Regions from separate parts of the Mus musculus genome. Here all the other regions are linked to region 2. The links are chromatin contacts, called in public HiChIP or PLAC-seq maps. All regions are on one chromosome and are shown on one strand. The core of a region is the stretch at or near the end of the contact, and the rest is flanking DNA. Distances in the headings are between cores, read along the strand shown.

Region 1 (4,696 bases), core at 2,072-4,571, 520 kb before region 2:
TTCCTGAAGGTTTAGGGCCAGCTTGAGCAAGGCCCAAACAAAGGAGTAAAGTCAAAATGGAGTCCACTCAGGACATCACGAAAAGGAGAGGTGACCAGCAAGAGAAAGGGAAGTAGCTTTTCTTTTTTTAGTGAGACAAAGAAGCAGAGAGCCGGTGCCCCGGGGTGGCGGTGGTGTCTACTCAGCTTCCTCGGCCCCAGGTTGTGGGAAGAGAGACTGAGTGTGGGTGGGCAAAGGTGAGGACCCGAGGTCCAAGGGGCCCATGTGACCGTTCTAGCTGAGTGGGGGACTTCCACATCATACCTCAGAAGGCTGAGGAAGCAGCAGTTCATAGAAACAGAGAGGAAGCTGGCTGCAGTGTCCACAGCACAGGTCATAACACTACTGGAACATTCCAAGCCAGGGAGCCACATCAATCTCTGCTCTGGCTCTCCACTGAATTCAGGCAAAGCTGCCTGTGTGGTGCCCCTCAAAGCTCACCCAGTCCTGCTACCTGAAAGGTGTTGAGCCTCATTGTCTCGCCCCACAGACTGGAAACTCCAGCACAGGGAGTTTGTCTTTCTATCCTGGCAGGGGCTTCGGTGAGCATCTGACATCGTCCATGTGTGACAGGGATGGGACCATCTCACTTCAGGGATGGAAAGCTGGCTCCAGCACAGGAGGCGTGTCATGTCTCACAATTCCTGGGATTTGATGCCCCATTGGACTCACAACCTGATGTCACACTCGCAAGTTCCCAGACAAACAGGCCAGTCCAGAGAACCTGCAAAGCCCAGGCCAGAGAAAATGGGGTTGGGCAACAACGGCAGCTGGCATTTCTCAGGCCCTGTCTAAAGTGGGCTGGCCTCGAGATGACTGGAGTGTGCTTAGCTTCTCCTTAAGTCACTGTCATTTACACTGGGTTTCTTTCGGTTCCCTCTTCCTCTAACTCTCTCTGTGCCTTTACTTGGACCATGGCTTTGCCCAAAGCCAACAAAGTTACTTCTTATCACAAGCTCATCTGTGACAGCGTCATACCACTGGTGGGGGAGTCACCGGACCTCCTGATGCCCTCCTAGGACTATGGAGTCTTTCTGCACCCTGTTGGGCCCCCCTGAATGAGCAGGGGGAACTGAGATTAATTTTAAGCATCAGAGTGGGGCCTCACTTCCCTTTTGCCCGTGACAGTGCACAGGAGCCTAGGGGACTCTTCGTTCTTGGAATAGCTGGAGTTCTGTTCACTGAATGAGCACTACCCCTTTCCTTCCTCCAGAAACAGGTCTCTGGCTCAGGGCAGTTTTTGGCTAAGGGGCTCCTTGTCAGGGAAGACAGGATCTGAATGGAGCAGAATCTTTTCGGAGCCCCGTTTATCTTATGGCCTGCCGCTGAGTTTAGGCCTCAGCTGCCCCAGTGCAGACATGCGCCACTGTGACTGGATCCACCCAGAGTTTTAATTTTAAAAATGTGAAACAGAAGGACACATGGCTCAGTGATAGAGTGCCTAGCATATATGAGAGGGTAATATATTCAGCAGATACAAATAATATATTTCCATTTTATATTCAGCTACAGTGAAAGGAGGGGGAGATATATAGAGAGAAGGAAAACAAAAACAAACCCACTGGATTCTCTCTGCTCATTGAAGTCTAATCCAGACATCCCTGGGAAGGCAGCAGAGGTTAAGGAAGAAGCCACAATTCTAATTAATTAATACCACGGTATCTGTCAGCAATCTAAGGCTTTAAATGTAGAGGGTAAACAGTATGTCTACAATGTATATATTTTACTTGCTAGCTAAAGTGAACAATGGGGTGTGTGTGTGGGGGGGGGGGGGGTAAACAAGATGGCTGGCAAGCCTGACAGCCTTAGTTCAGTCCCTGGGCCAGGCATATGAAGGAGAGAACTGGCTGAAGTTGTCCTCTGACATACTCATGCTTATGTGTACCCACAGATGTACACACAAAATAAATGTAATAACATTTTAATTTAACAATTCATTCAGAATATTTGTGTATTAAAAATATCTCTAGGACCGAAGAGATAGCTTGGTAGTTAAGAGCATCTGCTGTTCTTGCAGTAGACCTGGATTCAGATCTCAGCACCCACACCCCCTCGCTCACAACAGTCTCTAACTCCAGTTCCAGAGAATCCAGCGCCCTCTTCTGGTCTCTGCAGGAACTGCATGTTCACGATGCACATGCATGCTGACAAAATACTCATATACATAAAAAATAAAATAAATCACTAAAAAGAATTAAGATGGTAAACATTTAAAATATATGTGCTTATATCTTTAGTTAAGCTGCCTGCGATGCTACACCAAATCTCAGCTACTCAAGGCATCTGAGCCAGGAAAATCGTTTGATTCCTGGAGTTGGAGACCAGCACCGGCAACACAACTTTTTACCCTTAAAAGAGTTAAAACCCAAGAAACAAATACAATAACCCTTTAGAATTATGACAGGGCAGAGAAGGCAGGCACTTAGTAGCACAGTGCTTGCTTAGAATGTGCAAGGTCCTGGGTTCCATTATCAGTAAAATACAAATATAAAAATAAAAATTACTATAGATCATGAACCATGCAAGACAGGGTTGGTTCCCAACTAAGCTGAATTTCAGTGGAAATTAGACGTTAAAATCATATGGAAAAATCAAACGGAAAGACTCTGGAAGTCGTCTCCACCCCTCCTCCAAACCAATCAACAAATTACACCAAAACACAACAAACCAAAAGCTGACTCAAGGAAGGGGTAGACCTTCCTGGAAAAAACACTTAGACTATCAAATAATATGATGCTGACCCAAAAGTTGAAGAGTGAGAATCAGCGAATAATGTTCCTACATGAACAGGATGTGTGGAAGTTGAGGCCAGCATCGACTCGGACAGGAAGGCCCGTTTATGGAACCGGGAGGTCGGGGTGGGGGTGGGAACCCGCTCAAAGGGCAAACCCAAACCACGGTGAAGGTAAGGGCAAAAGAAGAGGTGGGCTTGTCAGTCACATGGTGAGTTGGAGCGGTCCGGAGGGCCAGTGTTAAGGCTGAGGAGACAGAGTGGCCCAAGGTATGTTGAAAGGGAGCTCTCAGGGGTCTCCCAATGCCCTGGAGTGTGGCTCCATCGACGCCCGCGCGCAGCGGATCTCCAGCTCCAGGCGGGCGCGGACTAGGTGAGGACAGGCTACAGGGTATCTGGGGACTGGGTGATGGATGACTCTGTCTCCCCGGATTCCCAAAGGAGCCCGGCGAGGGGCGCCGAGCTGTCTGCGGTCTCGCGGAGGCCCCGGGCTTCCCCGCGGTGGGCGGTGGATGGGTAGGGGCCCGGGGCGCGGGGTGGTGGCGAGGGGCGGGGCGGGGCGCTGCCCCGGGCGGGGGCGGCGCGATGCGGAAGTGCGGGGCGGGCTGGGCGACCCGCGGGCGGTGCAGCTCGGCGAGAGCTCAGCTCGGCCGCAGCGCCAGGCCGGGGCTCCAGGCTCCCCGCGGGCGCACAGCAAACAGGTAGGTCCCGGGGCTGTGGGCTGTGTTGGGCTCCTCGCCCCGAGGGCGGTGGGAACAGCCCCGGGCTTCAGCCAAGCCACGGCTCCGACCCACGGCGACCTGCACGCCCCGGGCACCTGCCAACGGGGCCAGCGGGGTCGGGATCCCGCTCCTCCGCGGTGGGCGATGATCGAAGGCGGCGCCGGGCCAGCGCGAATGGCTCCAAGGCGCTCCGCACCAGGCCAGCTCGGAGTGCCGGGCTCCGGCCGCCAACGTTCGCATGCTCGGGGAAAGTCCCAAGGGCCCAGTGGACATCCCCACTGCGCCTCGCCAGGGTCAAGGATGCCAAGCGCCCTGTCACAGTCTGGCGGGGACCAGGGAGGAGCGAGTTTCCGACCCCGACCCTGTCGGCACACAGCTCGTCTCTCCTCCCCGGCCACACCTCACTTTTTCGACTAAAGAGGTTGAGGTGTCAAGCAGCGATCCCTCCCAAGGATCTTAAAGCCAAGGACAGGAATCTGTGGGAATAGAGTTTGAGGGGAGACGTTGTCAAATAGAGGCTCTGCTCCTTGACTCGTAGCTCAAAAGGGGACGACGATTTATTCTTAGCTGTTGAGAAGAATCGGGGCGGGGGCTGATTAATGCTTGGTCTAGTTTCTTGACGGCCTGCCCCTAAACTTAAGAAGTAACAACTTAGAATCTGAACGTGAAGGGAAAGTGTAGTTGGGCCGAAACGCAGGCGGAGAGATGTCCCGGGCCAGTATTCGCCCTCGGTGCAGATGTCTCCCAGACTCCAGGTGTCTCTCGAACCTCCAGAGGACCCAGAGCGGGTACCTAGTAGCAGGGGTGGAAGTGGGGGCTTTCTTGGCCTCCTCCTGGCATAGCAAGGCGGACACGTCCCGGTCCAGAGGAGCGGACCAGGAACGGACACTAAGCCAGTAACCCCGCGATGACTCCAGGGGCTGACCCAGGTTCCTTCCCACCCCCACCCCCCTTCCCTCCGCGTTATGCCCCGGGTGGAGTCTGCCGGGATGATCAGGAGGGAACGACCTGGCCTGAACTCCAAAGTGAGGATAAGTGATCAGGACCAGAAAGGATGTGGACGGGGCTGACGGAGGCTGGAGAGGCTAAAAGCCTCGCATGAGGACCTGTGTGATACAGTACAGCATTCGCCCTCTCTACTCCCTAAGCTCCTGGCTAAAGTCTAGGAAAGAGATAGGTAGGAGACCACTCCTATTAACTAAAA
Region 2 (4,792 bases), core at 2,097-4,596:
AGACAAGAATAGAAAAAGAATGCCAAACTTTATCATCTAATGAGCTCAGTCAGATCTAATCTCAGGTGGGTAAGGTGTCTTCCAGAATTTCATTGATAACCTAATCAATCAACTCAGAAATATGCAGAAGGACCCCGGAGAAATGATTGTGTAGGGCGGGTCTGAGAATCTGTTGACATAAGACTTGCATACAAAGGGCTTGGTGTGTTTGACCTTAGCAAAAACCAAACAAAACAAAGCACAAAACCCTCTGATCAAGAGGACTCCTACCAACACAAGAATCCCCATTCTCATGTCAGCCAGTTTGTCTTGGCGGCAGCAATTTCAATTTGTTTGGGTTGCTTAATGTCATTAAATCTTAAGACTGGGGCCTGGAGAGATGGCTCAGCGGTTAAGAGCACTGACTGCTTTTCCAGAGGTCCTGAGTTCAATTCCTAGCAACCACATGGTGGCTTACAACCATCTATAATGAGATCTGGTGCCCTCTTCTGGTGTGTCTGAAGACGGCTACAGTGTATTCATATATATAAATTAAATAAATAGAATTTAAAAAATTTTAAGACTGTACAGAACTAATATAAGGGTGATGAAAAAGTCATTTACAGCATTCATCCCATCATATTGGCCCTGGCAATAAGTATTCTGTGTAACTTGGTATTAGAATATTTGTAGTACAAACTGTCAAAAGTTCCACAGAAGTTAATGCTGTCTGACACTAAGGTTCTCTTGTGCTTTGTGAGTGGGTGTGGATAGCCATCTAAAAGCTCTGGTAGGGTCAGGATCAGGACTGGTTCCATCTCCATCTGAGTTGGGGCAAGTAACATTGGCATGTTTTGGCTTCTTCATCTGTCAAAAGGGACCATAGTAGTACTTACGTAATGGCCTCCATTGGAGAATGAAATGAGAGGGAGAGTGTAGGGGCTGGGGATATTGCTCAGTTGTTTGTTTGCCTAGCAAAACCCATGAGGTCCTGGGTTCAATCCCCAGCACACATTAACTGAGCATGGCAGCACAGGTCTGGTATCCCACCACTTGGGAGGCCAGGACAGGTCAACCTCAGGTGGAGGTTAGCTTGGGCTACTGAGGCCATTGTAAACAGAGAAGGGAGCTAATGCAGATGTCGCTGGTAAGTCCTGTATGATAAGGAAAGGCAAAGCAAGCAGGCTTGGGGGATGAGGGATGAAAGCCATGTCCAGACTAAAGGAGTAACAAGCTGTTCTGATGGAAAGTTCTAGCACGCGAGAAGACAGCCGTGAGAAATGTTCTGAGCAGAGGGGTAGTATTCCTTGATCTCTATGATCCAACAGCTTCCCAGTTCTTCTGTAGCCTGAGAGAGACGCAGCAGATGAAGTCAGAGATGGCACCGTGGGTGAGGACATCAAAGTTCTCAAAGCCACCTTCAAGGATTTTAGACGTTAGACATCCCAAACAGGGAAATAACACAACACAATCTGCTTTTTTTTTTTTTTTTTTTTTTTTTTTTTGAGACAGGGTTTCTCTGTATAGCCCTGGCTGTCCTGGAACTCACTCTGTAGACCAGACTAGCCTCGAACTCAGAAATCCACCTGCCTCTGCCTCCCGAGTGCTGGGATTAAAGGCGTGTGCCACCACGCCCAGCTACGATCTGCTTTTTTTTAAAAAAATGAAGAAAAGAGTCCATTCAAGTTGAAGTGTGCAGAAGGGGCTGGGGAGAGCAAGTCCAGGGTCTGGGAGCCAGTTCAGAGTCTAAGTGCAGCACCTCCACACGAAAGCAGCCTGGACCAAAGTCAGAAAGAGGCAACAACGCTTTAAAGATGTCATTGGATGGCCAGGCAGAGGGTCCATGTCTTTAATCCCAGAACTTGGAAGGCAAGGACAGGATAAAAATCTCTGAGTTAGAGGCCAGGCCAGTCTGGTCTTTATGGTGAGTTTCAGGCCATCCTGGGCTACATAGTTGAGACCCTATCTCAAAAAAAAAAAAAAAAAAAAAAAAAAATCATTGAGGCAAAGAGGAAAGAGCAGACATTATTCCTACAGGGATGGGTAGTGACAGTGATATCGGTTTGATTTAGAAAACATTAAGGGTGCCAGGCAGTGGTGGCGCACGCCTTTGATCCAAGCACTGGGGAGGCAGAAGCACGCAGATTTCTGAGTTTGAGGCCAGCCTGGTCTACAGAGTTCTTGGACAGCCAAGCCAGGGCTACACAGAGAAACCGTCTCTAAAAACCAAAAAAAAGGAAAAAGAAAAAAAAAGAAAGGAAGGAAGTAAGGAAGGAAGGAAGAGAAAAGAAACCGTTAAGGGAAAAAGGCATTCAGTTAAGCTGGGCAGTGGTGGCACACGCCTTTAATCCCAGCACTGGGGAGGTAGAGGCAGATGATCTCTGGGTTGGAGGTCAGCTTGGTCTGCAGAGTGAGTTCCAGGACAGCCTGGTCTACACAGAGAAATCCTGTCTTGGACTAAAAAAAAAAAAAAAAAAAAACTACATAAGACAAAGGTATCCAATTAAAAAAATGTTTGCTTATTTGTTAAGCTGTTTTCTGACACCATGTGGGGCATTTATCTAGTGCACATTAAATCTCCCAGAAGTGTTAAAAATGCAGATTCTAGGTTTCAGTTGGAGCTGGGACTCCCGGTGGTTCTGATGGGGGCTCCTGATGACATAACAAAAGCAACCCAAACTACCCCATGTCCCCAACCTTTCATTTTCCCACTGTCTGCTCACTTGTTAGGCATACTAGGATACCCTATTGCTTCATCTAAGCGCCGAGAAAGCAAGGGCAAGAACTTACTTTTTTATTTTTATTAAATAGAGCCTTGGTTTGCTAACAGGTGCACTTCGGAGCACCCATAACAGCATCCAGTACGGAAAGGGGCCCTTTAGAAATGTTGGTCTAAGGAACGAGAGAATAAATTACCATATTGCTTTGTACCAAAGTTCCCCGTTTACAGATCTGGTTGGGGCTTTGAAACAGAGAAACAAAGCGCATTTCAGAGAGGGGTCGAGGCGACTACGCAAAGGCGCGCCGAGTAAAATGTGGGGGAGCCGCTTTGGAGCGGAGGTCTCAGTTCCCCGCGCTCGGCTCCGAGCGGAGGGCTCCTTCGGATTAGCAACCATCTTGGGCGGCATGAACCACTTCGCCGCCGCGTCCGCGACTTGCTCAGCCGGTTGCCCTCCTGGTCCGGGCCCCGGCCAGCGCTGCCGAGCCGCACCAGAGGCCGACGAGGCGGCCGGGGGTCTCAGAGAGCGCCGCCGAGAGCCCCCTCCCCGGAGCCGCAGAGCCGTGCTGGCCTCGCCATCATGGCGGTCTCCGGGCGGGGAAGCCGAGCCGTGCGTCGCGTGCGTGCCTCCTCCCTCCCCTCCCCCTCCTCGGCGGCGGCGGCGGCGGCAGAGGCGGCAGCGCTCGCCATTGCCGCTGGTGGCAGGAGGCTGCGAGGAGCCGGCGCGGTCGCAGTCTCCACGGCGCAGGCCCACGGTAGCGCAGCCGCTCTGAGGTGAGTGCCCTACCGCGCAATCTCCAGCTATTTCAGCCCCGGCGCAGCCGCAACACGCCGCCCGCCCGCCGGCCGGCCGGCCCGCCCCGCAGCCGGCACCCTGCCGCCCCCGGCTCGGGGCCTGGGCCCCCGCCGGATTCGGCCTGCCTGGGGCGGGGGGCCCGGGCCCGGGCCCGGCCCAGCCAAACCGCCACCCCGAGGATGCGCAGGCCGCACTAGGCCCCGGGCGTCCTGGCGGGCTCGGTAGGGAGGCGGCTGCCCTCCCGAGAGCCCCAGGGTTCCGGCCTCCCCTACCGCCTCGGGTTCTCCCGGCCGCGGCCTCCTCCGCGCCGTGGAACCCCGGGCCTGGTCTTCCTTCTGCGGGCTCGGGAGCCGGCGGCCCGGGAGAGCGCGCCGGGCCCGGGAGCGGGAGGTGGGTGGGCTGCGCGGGACCGGAGCGGCGGCTCGGCGCTCGCCCCCTCGGCTCTTCCCGGCTCTGGCCCGCCGGTGGCTCGGTGCGGCCGGGCGGGGCGCGGGAGTGGCTGTCTCTGGCGGGAGAGGAGGCTGGTGGTTCGGCCGGGCGACCTCCGAAGCTTCCCTCCCGCCGGGGTGGCGTGGGATGGTTACCCAGGTGGACTGGGGGGCGCTGAATATGGCGCGCTGCCCACCTTCTTGCAAGTTGTGAGGAGGCGCCTAGGCGGCAGTTCGAGGAGGAGGAGGAGGGCGCAAAGTCCTTTTGTACGCAGAAATAAGGAGCGACATTGTGTTTTTCCTCTCCGGCGGAGATACCCACCGAGGGGCCTGGGTTCTTCCTGGGACTGGCGTGGTGGTCTCCGGGGGACAGGAGGGGGAGGTGGCGCACCCCTTAAGAAGGAACGGAGCCTTTGCCTCGGATAAAACAGGGGGTCTGGGGTGGTCTTGTGCTTGATTCTCTCCCACATCTCCCAGGCTTTCGTGGATTCGTGGGTTTGCCATTGCATGTTCTGTAGTGATGTCCACTGTTTCTCACCTGTTGTGTCGTTGCTGCTGGCCCCAAACTTTGTTCGGTGCATCTGACTACCCACCAGAACTTGAAAATGTTAAACATACATTAATGTTGTTAGAGCTTCAAAGGCTATCTGCTCTGACCAGTTGGAGGAGCTGTTAGCAGGTCATCCCCATCTTCCCTGCCATTAAAGTATCTTGTACTGATGATGGCTTATGTTAGAGTTGGTATCGGTTGGGCCGATTTTTTTTTTTTTTTAAGTAGGCAAAGCAAAACTTCCATTTTAGTGTTTAAATCTCCATTTATTGGAGAAAGTTGGTGGGAGTGAACCTGTCAGTTGGGACAGTGCTCTGTAG
Region 3 (4,444 bases), core at 1,488-3,987, 670 kb before region 2:
GGTCCATGTGGCCCTGCTACAGGCAGAGAGTAACAGGAAAATGAAGGTGACTCACCAGAGTGCCACCACTCCCCATCTTTCCCCTGTTAATGGTTAGGATTCTAGTGGAGATGTAGATACTTAAATGTGGCGTTGTGTTTGCTGCTAGCAGGCCAGCTGAGGGGCCTCAGTGAGGGCCAACTTTGCTAGAAGAGACAGTAGAAACTTCTGTTTTCTGAGAGCCAGACACGTCAGATTCGTCTGCCATGGGCTTCCTGCACACCATCTCCAGAATGCAAGCCCGGAACTGGAAAGAGAAGTGTTTATTATCCTTACCCTGAAGACTACCTAAACTCCACCTTTAACTCCTTGCTCCTGCAGGCTAAACTTTAAAAGGACTGGATTAAAGGTTTGCAGAAGGCTGGACTTATGTGCTGGTACACATCTTTTGACTCCAGCACTCGGGATAGGAGGCAGGACCACCTCTTGAGTTCAAGGACAGCCTGGTTTCCATATGAGTTCCAGGACAGCTAGTGTTACTCAGACCCTATCTTTAAAAAAGAAAAAAGCTAGACACCTGTTACTGTTGATGTTATTTTCCACCAAGACAGAAAGAGTAGGGATGATGTATATATAACTCAGTGATGCGGATATTTGCCGAGCATGTGAAAGGCCCTTTGCTCCATCTCTGCCATTGCTAAATGAAGTAGGTGGGGGCATTTCCCATCCTTTCCCACTCTTTCAATTTGATTTTTCTGGCTCAAGGTCTAGCCTCCCCTTGTTCCAGTATTTTAGGAACCATACTCTGGGTTCATGTGCCTACCAAGAGCATCCTGGCCTGCTTGGACTACTCTGGCTTTCCTCATCTATAAGCCCTGTGTGGAGGCCAGGGTGCTGAGTCACAAAGACATCAATAGCGGAAGAACCAGGGTCTAATGGACCAGAACCTCGTGGGAATGTAGATAGACCGCTTTACCTGCTTATTCATGAAGCAGTAGATGATGGGGTTGTAGACACAGGAGCTCTTGGAAAAGAAGGCGGGGATGGTGACAAGCCGTAAGTCCAGCCCGTGGTTCCGATTGTTGACCATGTACATGGCCAGGGCAGCATAGGGCACGTAGCAGAGACAGAAGGATCCCACCATCACCACCACCATATGACTCACCTCCCGTTCAGCCTTTTGTGTCGTAGCAGACTCTTGCTGCTGAGCTGCCACCTGGAATTGAGCACAAGGGTCAAAGCCCTCTCTCTCCTGGCTGAGTTTGGCTTTCCCTTGAGGGAGGCATCATGAAGGGCGTCCTCAGCTCTGACACTAGAAAAGATCCCATCCTTGTCCCCTCCTCTCTCTGGTCCTTCGCCCACTACCTCTTGTGCAGAAGATGGAACCCAGTACCTCACACCTGCTAGGTAAGTGCTCTACCAATAAGTTGTAACAGCGTTTTCACTCCCCCTTCCCCAATACTCCTATCTGACCACGGATATTCTAGACGTATCCTGAGGAAGATATATACTGTCTCTCCTGGGGCCTCCTGAGTTACTCCTACCTGCCCCTCTCAAAACCCACTCACAGCTCTGAGAGTCCTCAGCAACTGGGAGTAGGAGAAGCAGATGAGGGAAAGAGGAATGATGAAACAGAAGATGAAGAGGAACCAGGTGTAGTACTCGCTTCGATACTTGGTGCCCACAGTGTACCAGTCTGGGCCACAGGAGCACTGCAGGCCCTCAGGGATGAACCTGAAAAGGACCAAACATTCATTCCGAGAACTGGAAGAATGGGCTTAGCTTCTGGATTGGCTTCTCCAGTTGGAAGAATGCCAGAAGACACTACAGTAGTTACAATGGCAGAGTAACCATTGATGTCTCCAGCGGCCCCCTTTCCTCCTTACTCTACCAACTCAGGTCAAAGAATAAAAGGTTATACCCAATCTCTCGTCCCACATCAGAGCACTGCCCTATCCTCTCACCTGCTCCAGCCAAAAAAGGGTGGGATGGACACCCCGATACCAATAATCCAAGTAGCCAGGACCACCATCAGTGCATGCTTGGAGTTGAAGCGGATGCTGCCGAAGGGTTTACAGATGACAACGTAGCGTTCAAAAGCCAGGAAAGCCAATGACCATCCTGTCACTAGACCTGCAGCAAATGTGAAAAGAATGGGGTAGACAGACTCCCTGAGCCTGGAGTGGAATATAGGTGTAATTGAGCAAGTCCAGAGAGTTGGAATGGAGTTTAATGCTCACACAGCCCATTGTTAGAGGTCCAACTGCTCAGGATAATTAAGGGCCCCTCTCTCTAGCCCAGGTTGCCTTCAGTACCTGCTACAGAGCCCAAGAAGGCCTCCAGAGCACAAACATGGCGACCAAAGAGGAAGTATCCGTGACAGCTGGCGATGAAGACTGTGAAGACAGAGAAGATGCAGAAGAGGAAGCCCCCGAGGGATACATTGACCAGAATATAGTTGAGGGGCTGTCGCAACTTTTTGTAATGCAGTGTGGCCACCAGCACTATGGCATTGAGTGGGGTCCCCACAAAGAAGACAAATCCCATGAAGGCTGCCTGGAGGCGGAAGGCCCAGACAGGAGCAAGGTGGTACTGAGGCCCATCCCAGGGCCCCACCGAAGAGATATTCTGAAACAGGTAAAAGTCATCCTCTCCTGACATCTCCCGCTTGGGATGCCCTCACTACCACCTCCGGTCCCTCTTATAGACGATTCTTCTGCTATCACCCTTCCCTACAGCACCCTCCTTTAAAGATACAGTTGAGACTCTGAACTATCCTAAGCCTCCCAAAGACAAAGTCCCAGATTAGAGATCTCTTAGTTCTCACCTAAACCTTTCATGAGCCCAAAGCTGATTGATTGTGTTCTTCAGAGGATAAGAGATTGAGGTCAGAAACCTGGATAACAAGGCTGGGTGCTTTGGGGTCAGTATTGGTTTCTGTGGCCTGGAGGATGCTGACCTATATTCTTTGGAGATGCTGCCATACCTCATTCCCACCTCTGCCTTTGGCTTCAGGCTCCTCTGCATCTCACCTGGCCCTTTGTGAAAGATGCTCACCTGAGTGTCCCTATCCAGAGACCTGGGAATCCGCTTGGGGAAACAGGAAGAGGATGAGTGGGGAGGCCCCCTTGGGAGCATTTTAAATAGCCACTGCGGGACAGTGCAGAAACAACTGCATCCTGCCTTAGGTCCCAGGGTATGCCTGAGCCACTACTATGTGTTTGGCCTCTGCAGGGAGGCCTTCTTATGTAGGTAGACCTGCAGCCAGCCAGGTTAGGCTGCTTCTTAGACTAGGCTTCCTTTATATTAGAGCAGATGAGAATGAAACTCTTCTGAATAGTCTGGGTTCACTGTTAGGGAAGGACACCAAGAGTTAGTCTCTTGTCAGCATCATCACACCCAGCCTCAAATAGAAAGCAGAGAGGAGTGGACGTGGGTAAGGCTACAAGCTCTTAAAGCTGGTCCCTCGTGACATACTACCTTCAGCAATGCTCTACATCCTAAAAGTCCCATTACGTCCCCAGTCATCAACGGTGGACCAAGTACTCCTCATATACAGAAGCCTATGGGGGCCGTTTCTCATTCAAGCCATCACAGCAAATTAAAACATGAGGGCCAGAAAGCCGGCTCCGTGATTATGAGCACTCACTGCTCTTACATAGGACCCAGGTTTGGCTCCCAACATCCACATGGTGGCTTCCAACTGACTAACTCTAATTCCAAGGAGATCCAGCATACTTTTCTGACCTCCGAAGGCACCAAACATGCACACAGTGTTCATACACACACACAAGCAAAGCACTCATACACATAATCTTTAAAAGAAAGTTAAAAATATGATTTTTTTAGAAGGTGTTGGGACACAGTACCCTGCCCAGTGAACAATGCTTCTCCCAGACTATGTGAGTTATTAAGTGAACATCCCAGTACCGGGCATGAGGTATCTCCATACAAGTTACCAGTCAGGGAGGTCCCAGGGGTCCCAGAAACAACACAAGCTATGGCCATTGCTCCTGCTTGCCCACCGTAACTAGATGGTAAGACCTTACTGCTGAACACTGTGGTGTAAGAGAAATCAGGCTGGAACTTACTGAACACTTTTCTCCAGGCTAGCTTATATAGTGCCAGCAGGGGCCCTCTAGGCCATGGCGGGGTGGGGGGCAGAGAAGTGTCAATTTTATCCAGTCGTGAACCCTAACAGCATAATATCCATATGCCAGGTGAGATGTGTCCGCTAGTACTATAACAGCATAGAGGTTGTGGGGCAACTTCCTGCTTGGGTTTTAGGCCTGGTCCACAGGAGGGGCATCCATACCTGGTACTGTAAATATTTTTAAAAGCCCAGAACTTTTGAAGGTCATGGGCTCTAGCCAAAATTACTATTGTTTTACTGAATTATACTTGTTGTCAAACTGCCTTTTAAATATTTATATTTATACATGTAGATTAGTGCTTCTCCCAACCT
Region 4 (4,725 bases), core at 1,298-3,797, 540 kb before region 2:
TTGGTTGTTGTGGTGCAGTGCCTTTAATTCCAGTACTTGGGGGACGGGAGTAGGGGGATCTCTGTGAGTTCAAGGCTAGCTTGGTCTACATAGTAAATTCTAGGACAGAGGGATGTATGTAGAGAGAACAACAACAAAGCCCTCTATTTTATCTCCAGAGCTTCCAGAACTCAAGCCCGCTCCTTCTCCCAATATACAAAGCCCACCCTAACCCATCCCTGCCTCCACGGTACCTGCTTTCTGAGGTCAGTCACCTCTGCCTCCAGCCGTTCCAGCCTCTCCTCCAGGGGGCACCACTGCTGTTGGTGGGTCTCACCAGGGACCAAGGAGTGGGAGGGTGCCTGCTGCTGAGAGATAGCATCAGCAAGCCTAGGCTGCTCTCTGGAGACCTCTCCACCTGAAGGGCACAAGAACCCAGCTTGGCCTGTAGACAGAGGCTGGTTAAGGTCTCCTGGGTTCCGTCCGTCCTCTGAACCATACAGGGGACAAGGGTCCTCCTGTGCCCTCTCCTTTCCACCTACTTCTCCAGGGGAGGAGACATGGTCTCTGAAGGTGCCAGAGAGGAAGCAAGGAGGCAAGAATATCATGAGAACCCAGAAACGAGAGGAGGCAGATGCCCTGAGAGCACTGAAGTGGCCTATGCCAGCTTCCCAAAGGGGACACAGCAGTATCCCAACCCAGGCCCCCCTGCAGCCTGCTCTGATTGTAGGGATCTTTAGTCATGGAGGTGGGGTGCTCGGACCATCCATCCACTGTGGGTCAGAGACAGCTCGGAGGTCTGATATGTTATGCTAGGATCAAGAGATAACACAGGCTGAAATGAAGACGAGGATGTGGGATGCGTGCAAGAACGAACTGGTGTGTGTATGTCCACGCGTGTCCACTCATCTATACCTGTCAGTAAAGGAGCTGCATGTGGCAGAAGCCAGGAACCCCCATATTGGATGCAGTGGGCTCTGGAAGGCAGAAGCTAGCTGTGCTGTGTTGGCAACAGCATGCAACACTCCAACAGATGCAGCACTCCAGACAGAGAGGGCAGCCTGTCCCTGGGACTAGATAACATTATGTCCAGGAAGGAAGCCCTGGCCTCTGAGCTTAGGCCTGGGGTGGGGCCCAGCTACATTTCTCTTCACCTTATGCCCACTCTCAAGGCAGGAAGGTAGAGGCGAGGGCACCGGCCACAGACATCATGGAGTGGAAGGGTCCCCAGAAGTGCTGACCAAGAAAGGGGCTGAAGGAGATGTCTGGCCTTTCTTTCTCACAGCGGCAACTCAATCAGGAAGAGCTGGAGTAACTGAAAGTCTTTCTCCCAGGGACACTAGGCCTGCGAAGCAGGGGGATGTCACCTGCTCCTTTCTTTCTACTGTCACCATAAAGAGGAGGACGTTCCAGCCCAATTTCCGGGGCTCAATAAATGCCACCCCAACTCTGGGGTTCAGTGCTACTCTCCGGTATCCCTTAGTTCCCACCAGTCTCTGGTTTCCCTCAGTTGTCTCATAATCCACGGCCTCCCCCACCCCCACCCCCATCCCACTGTCTTCACAGAAGCTGAAGAGAAAGTCTCCTACTGCAGTCTGTCCTCTCTCCACAGCACAAGGCGCCAAGCAGCAAGTTAAGACTTCATCTGTCACCACAGCACTGCCCAGCTTTCCACCCCACCGCCATACAGCTCTCCCCACCACAGGTCCCAGCCGGTCTACCTTCACACCACCAGCATCCCATGCATTCTGTTCTCACCTTGTCCCCAGAAATTGGCACTGTCTTGACATGGTCTCCCTGCCCAACTTCCATCCACAAGGATGATGCTCGCGGGCGGGGTCTCAGTATCTGAAACCCCAAGCGTGACCTCCTCTAGCGACCCAACCCTTAAAGCCCCAGCACCCAACCAGCTCCTCCCGCTTTGCTTAAGCAGGCACAACGGAGGGGGCCGAGGAGCCATTCAGGGTGTCCTCTTGGATCCCCAGCTGAAGACAGGCTCAGTCCCTTTTCCTGGAAGATCTGCAGAAAGTCCTGGAAGTGGCACGAATCTGGTTGCTCCCCAGAAACTGTCTTCAGGTTTCCCCTTACCCTCCTCCTACTCTGCTTTTGCAGAGACCAACCATAAGTGCAAGCCGGACAGGACTAAGTCATTTCCCACAGAGAGCGCTCCCCTCCCCCTCTCCTCAATACAAATAATTAACTTCAGATACTCAGATGCCAGGACAGCCTCTGCTTCACCGCTACTTAGGACTCCTTGGCAGGGACCACAGAAGGACCCGGCCCAGTTCAGCAATCCCTGTCTGGCCGCCCTGCCCCCACCCTGCTCGCCCACCGACGGGGAGGACGGAGAGAGAGCACCAAGGCCGGCCAGCGACGCGCAACCCAGGCGGGGATGGAGAAGTGGTCTGGCCCGGTCCGACGGTCTGCTGGGCTGAGCCATAAGTTGGGGCACACCCAGGACGCTCCGACTCACCCCGCGCGGCCAGCGCCAGGCTCCCGAGGTGCAGGAGCAGTGGTAGCAACGCCGCCCGAGCCCCCGCCATGCTCGCTCGACCCGCCTCGCTTTAGGTCTGTGCTCAGCCGGCGCTGCGGGAGGCGGGGTGCGGAGACTCAAGCCGCCGCCCACCCAGTCTTTGTTCAGGGAGGGCTCCGCGGTTCTCCGCCCCTTGGTGCCCGCTCCCCTATCGCACCTAGGGCTTCTCACCCCACCCCACCCCAATCCACCCCACCCCACCCCGTTCCCCTGAGGATCCTGACCCATAGCAGTCTTCCAAGCTCTGCAGGAAGTTGGGTGCGGGGTAAGCGACCAGGAGCAACCATGTCCCTGCCCTTTGGGGTTGCTCATCCTCTAGGGGGTCCCAGTGACAGTCCCAGTGACTTTACTTCCACCTCATGGGCTTATGGGAACAGAAGGCTGAGCTGGACTGAAAACCCTCTGCAAGGGGCTGGAGAGATGGTTCAGTGGTTAAGAGCATTTGCTGCTCTTGTAGAGGACTTGAGTTCCGTTCATAGCACCCACGTGGCTGCTCACCATCATCTATAATTTCTATTTCAGGGAATCCAACGCCCACCTCTGACCTCCCCAGCACCAGGCACGTATGTGATGTATGTTAACATAGTTCTCTCTCGTCCTTGCTTGCTTCCTTCCTTCCTTCCTTCCTTTCTCTCTTTCTTTCCTTCTTTCTTTTGTTCTGTTTTATTGGGCTCGTATACCTGTTTCCCTTCCAACCTTTGCTCCACCCTAATCCCGTCTAAGCCCCCCAAACTAAATATATAACCCCTAACTTCCCGCAGGGCCTCTGTTATCCCGTTTATAAGCAGTGGAACCAGCATCCACAGTACAGTGAGCAGCAGACAAAGTCACCTAAATTAAGAATCCAGGGAGCTGAACTGCAAGAAGCCTGCTATGGAAATTGGTGTGGTGGCATACACCCGCAATGCCAGCTTTCCCAGTTGAAGCAAGGAGATGGGAGGATTCAAGGCCACCATAAGCTACAAGAGCAGGTTTGAGACCAGCCTGGGATATGTGAATGAAATCTTAAATGAAACACAAACACACACACACACACACACACACACTGGGAGGGGAGGGGTTGTCAGATGGTAAGAACTCAGAACAAACAACAGTCAGTGTTGATTAAAAGCACCCACTCTTCACTTCCACATCTCTCTCCTGGAGCCCACCGACCACATCTACACCAGATGCAGGCCAAATGCCCAGCCTCCCTTCTCTGGCTGGCTGGGCTCCTTTTCCAAAGTCTGGACTCAGGGCTCAGCAGGAGTAGGAAGCCCTGGGCTTACTTCAGGGGAGGAGCCCAAAGTGAGGAAATAGGAAAATGGTCCAGAGCCTAGGACTGGGAAACAGCTCTGTGCAGCTGGGAAGGCAGGATGGGGCCCCATGTTCACAGCAGAGGGACACGGAGGGTGGGGCTGTAAATCCAGCCAAAGAAGTCCCTGCCTTGGCCTTGAAGACCTGGAATGTGAAGTCACCCTTCCCCAGCTGGGGCAGGGCAGGAACTGAAGGTCTCCCTCTGGAGTCAAGGCTTGAGTAAAAGAGGGCAGGGTCTCTTCGCAGATGTGAGGGCCCCTCTTGGGGCTAAGCAGTTTGCAGCAGGCGGAGGGGAGACTGTGACTAAACCTTTCCCCTGTGACTTGGAGCTAGGGTCACTCAGCAAAGGAAAAGCCAGAGCCAATGGAAGCCAACGGAACTAGGAACTAGCAGCTCTTGTCCAAACCCGGAAGTAATGAGAGACAGAAAGAGAGAGACAGAGTCACAGACAGAGACAGAGGAGACACAGAGACAGAGACGGAGAAGGAAAGAAAAGAAAAGAAGAGAAAAGAATATCCTGGAGACAAGTCTCTAGTCCAGGCTGACCTCAAAGTCCATAGGTAGCCAAGGGCGAACTTGGGCTTCTGATTCTCTGCCTCCTGAGGTCTGAGGTTACAGGAACTTACCACCATGAAGATTATATTCAGGGTTCCAGATGGAACCCAGGGCTTCATGCATGCAAGGACTCTTTCAACTGAGCCACATCTCCAGCAGGAACATTGTTTCTGTCACCTGGGAGCCTCTTGCAAAGCGGGTTAGGATGGCAGACTGGTCAGGAACAAGGTTGCCAGGCCTCAGTCGGAGTCTGGCCTATTGCTTAATTCTGTGTGATCTCAGACAAGAGGCGTCACTTTCAGTGGCTGATTTCTGTCTCTTGTATTTATTAGTGTTGGGGGAGCAGGTTGGCGGTGTTTGGG

Evidence for each region. HiChIP or PLAC-seq counts read pairs in DNA pulled down with a chosen protein or histone mark.
Region 1: an H3K27ac HiChIP or PLAC-seq map of bone marrow-derived dendritic cells shows a contact between it and region 2, with 2.9 times the contacts expected there. The contact joins the promoter of Irf5 here to the promoter of Nrf1 in region 2. A contact is called at or near these places in 1 of 39 promoter capture datasets (hippocampal neurons) and 3 of 115 datasets of contacts at active chromatin or transcription factors (bone marrow-derived dendritic cells, extraembryonic endoderm stem cells and memory CD8 T cells).
Region 3: a contact with region 2 is called in an H3K27ac HiChIP or PLAC-seq map of extraembryonic endoderm stem cells, with 5 times the contacts expected there. The contact joins the promoter of Opn1sw here to the promoter of Nrf1 in region 2. A contact is called at or near these places in 2 of 39 promoter capture datasets (hippocampal neurons and liver) and 2 of 115 datasets of contacts at active chromatin or transcription factors (extraembryonic endoderm stem cells and pancreatic cancer cells).
Region 4: an H3K27ac HiChIP or PLAC-seq map of extraembryonic endoderm stem cells shows a contact between it and region 2, with 4 times the contacts expected there. The contact joins the promoter of Kcp here to the promoter of Nrf1 in region 2. A contact is called at or near these places in 1 of 39 promoter capture datasets (cranial neural crest) and 1 of 115 datasets of contacts at active chromatin or transcription factors (extraembryonic endoderm stem cells).

What each region holds. Positions count from the first base shown.
Region 1 is chr6:29,523,304-29,527,999 of GRCm38.p6, forward strand. It overlaps Irf5 (interferon regulatory factor 5), which reads left to right and starts at 3,322. Exons shown (of 9, transcript NM_012057.4): 1 at 3,322-3,471. Gm26627 (a long non-coding RNA gene) reads left to right here. Exons shown (of 3, transcript XR_868831.3): 3 at 574-1,401.
Region 2 is chr6:30,044,642-30,049,433 of GRCm38.p6, forward strand. It overlaps Nrf1 (nuclear respiratory factor 1), which reads left to right and starts at 3,347. Exons shown (of 12, transcript NM_001164226.1): 1 at 3,347-3,472.
Region 3 is chr6:29,377,776-29,382,219 of GRCm38.p6, forward strand. It overlaps Opn1sw (opsin 1 (cone pigments), short-wave-sensitive (color blindness, tritan)), which reads right to left and starts at 2,738. Exons shown (of 5, transcript NM_007538.3): 1 at 2,295-2,738; 2 at 1,944-2,112; 3 at 1,548-1,713; 4 at 956-1,195; 5 at 1-286. The coding sequence starts at 2,640. The coding sequence ends at 167. RefSeq lists cis regulatory regions at 2,638-4,444, 2,638-3,212, 2,642-3,163.
Region 4 is chr6:29,505,405-29,510,129 of GRCm38.p6, forward strand. Kcp (kielin/chordin-like protein) reads right to left here and starts at 2,548. Exons shown (of 38, transcript NM_001029985.4): 1 at 2,453-2,548; 2 at 234-397. The coding sequence starts at 2,522. It overlaps Gm26627 (a long non-coding RNA gene), which reads left to right and starts at 1,768. Exons shown (of 3, transcript XR_868831.3): 1 at 1,768-2,547; 2 at 3,035-3,483.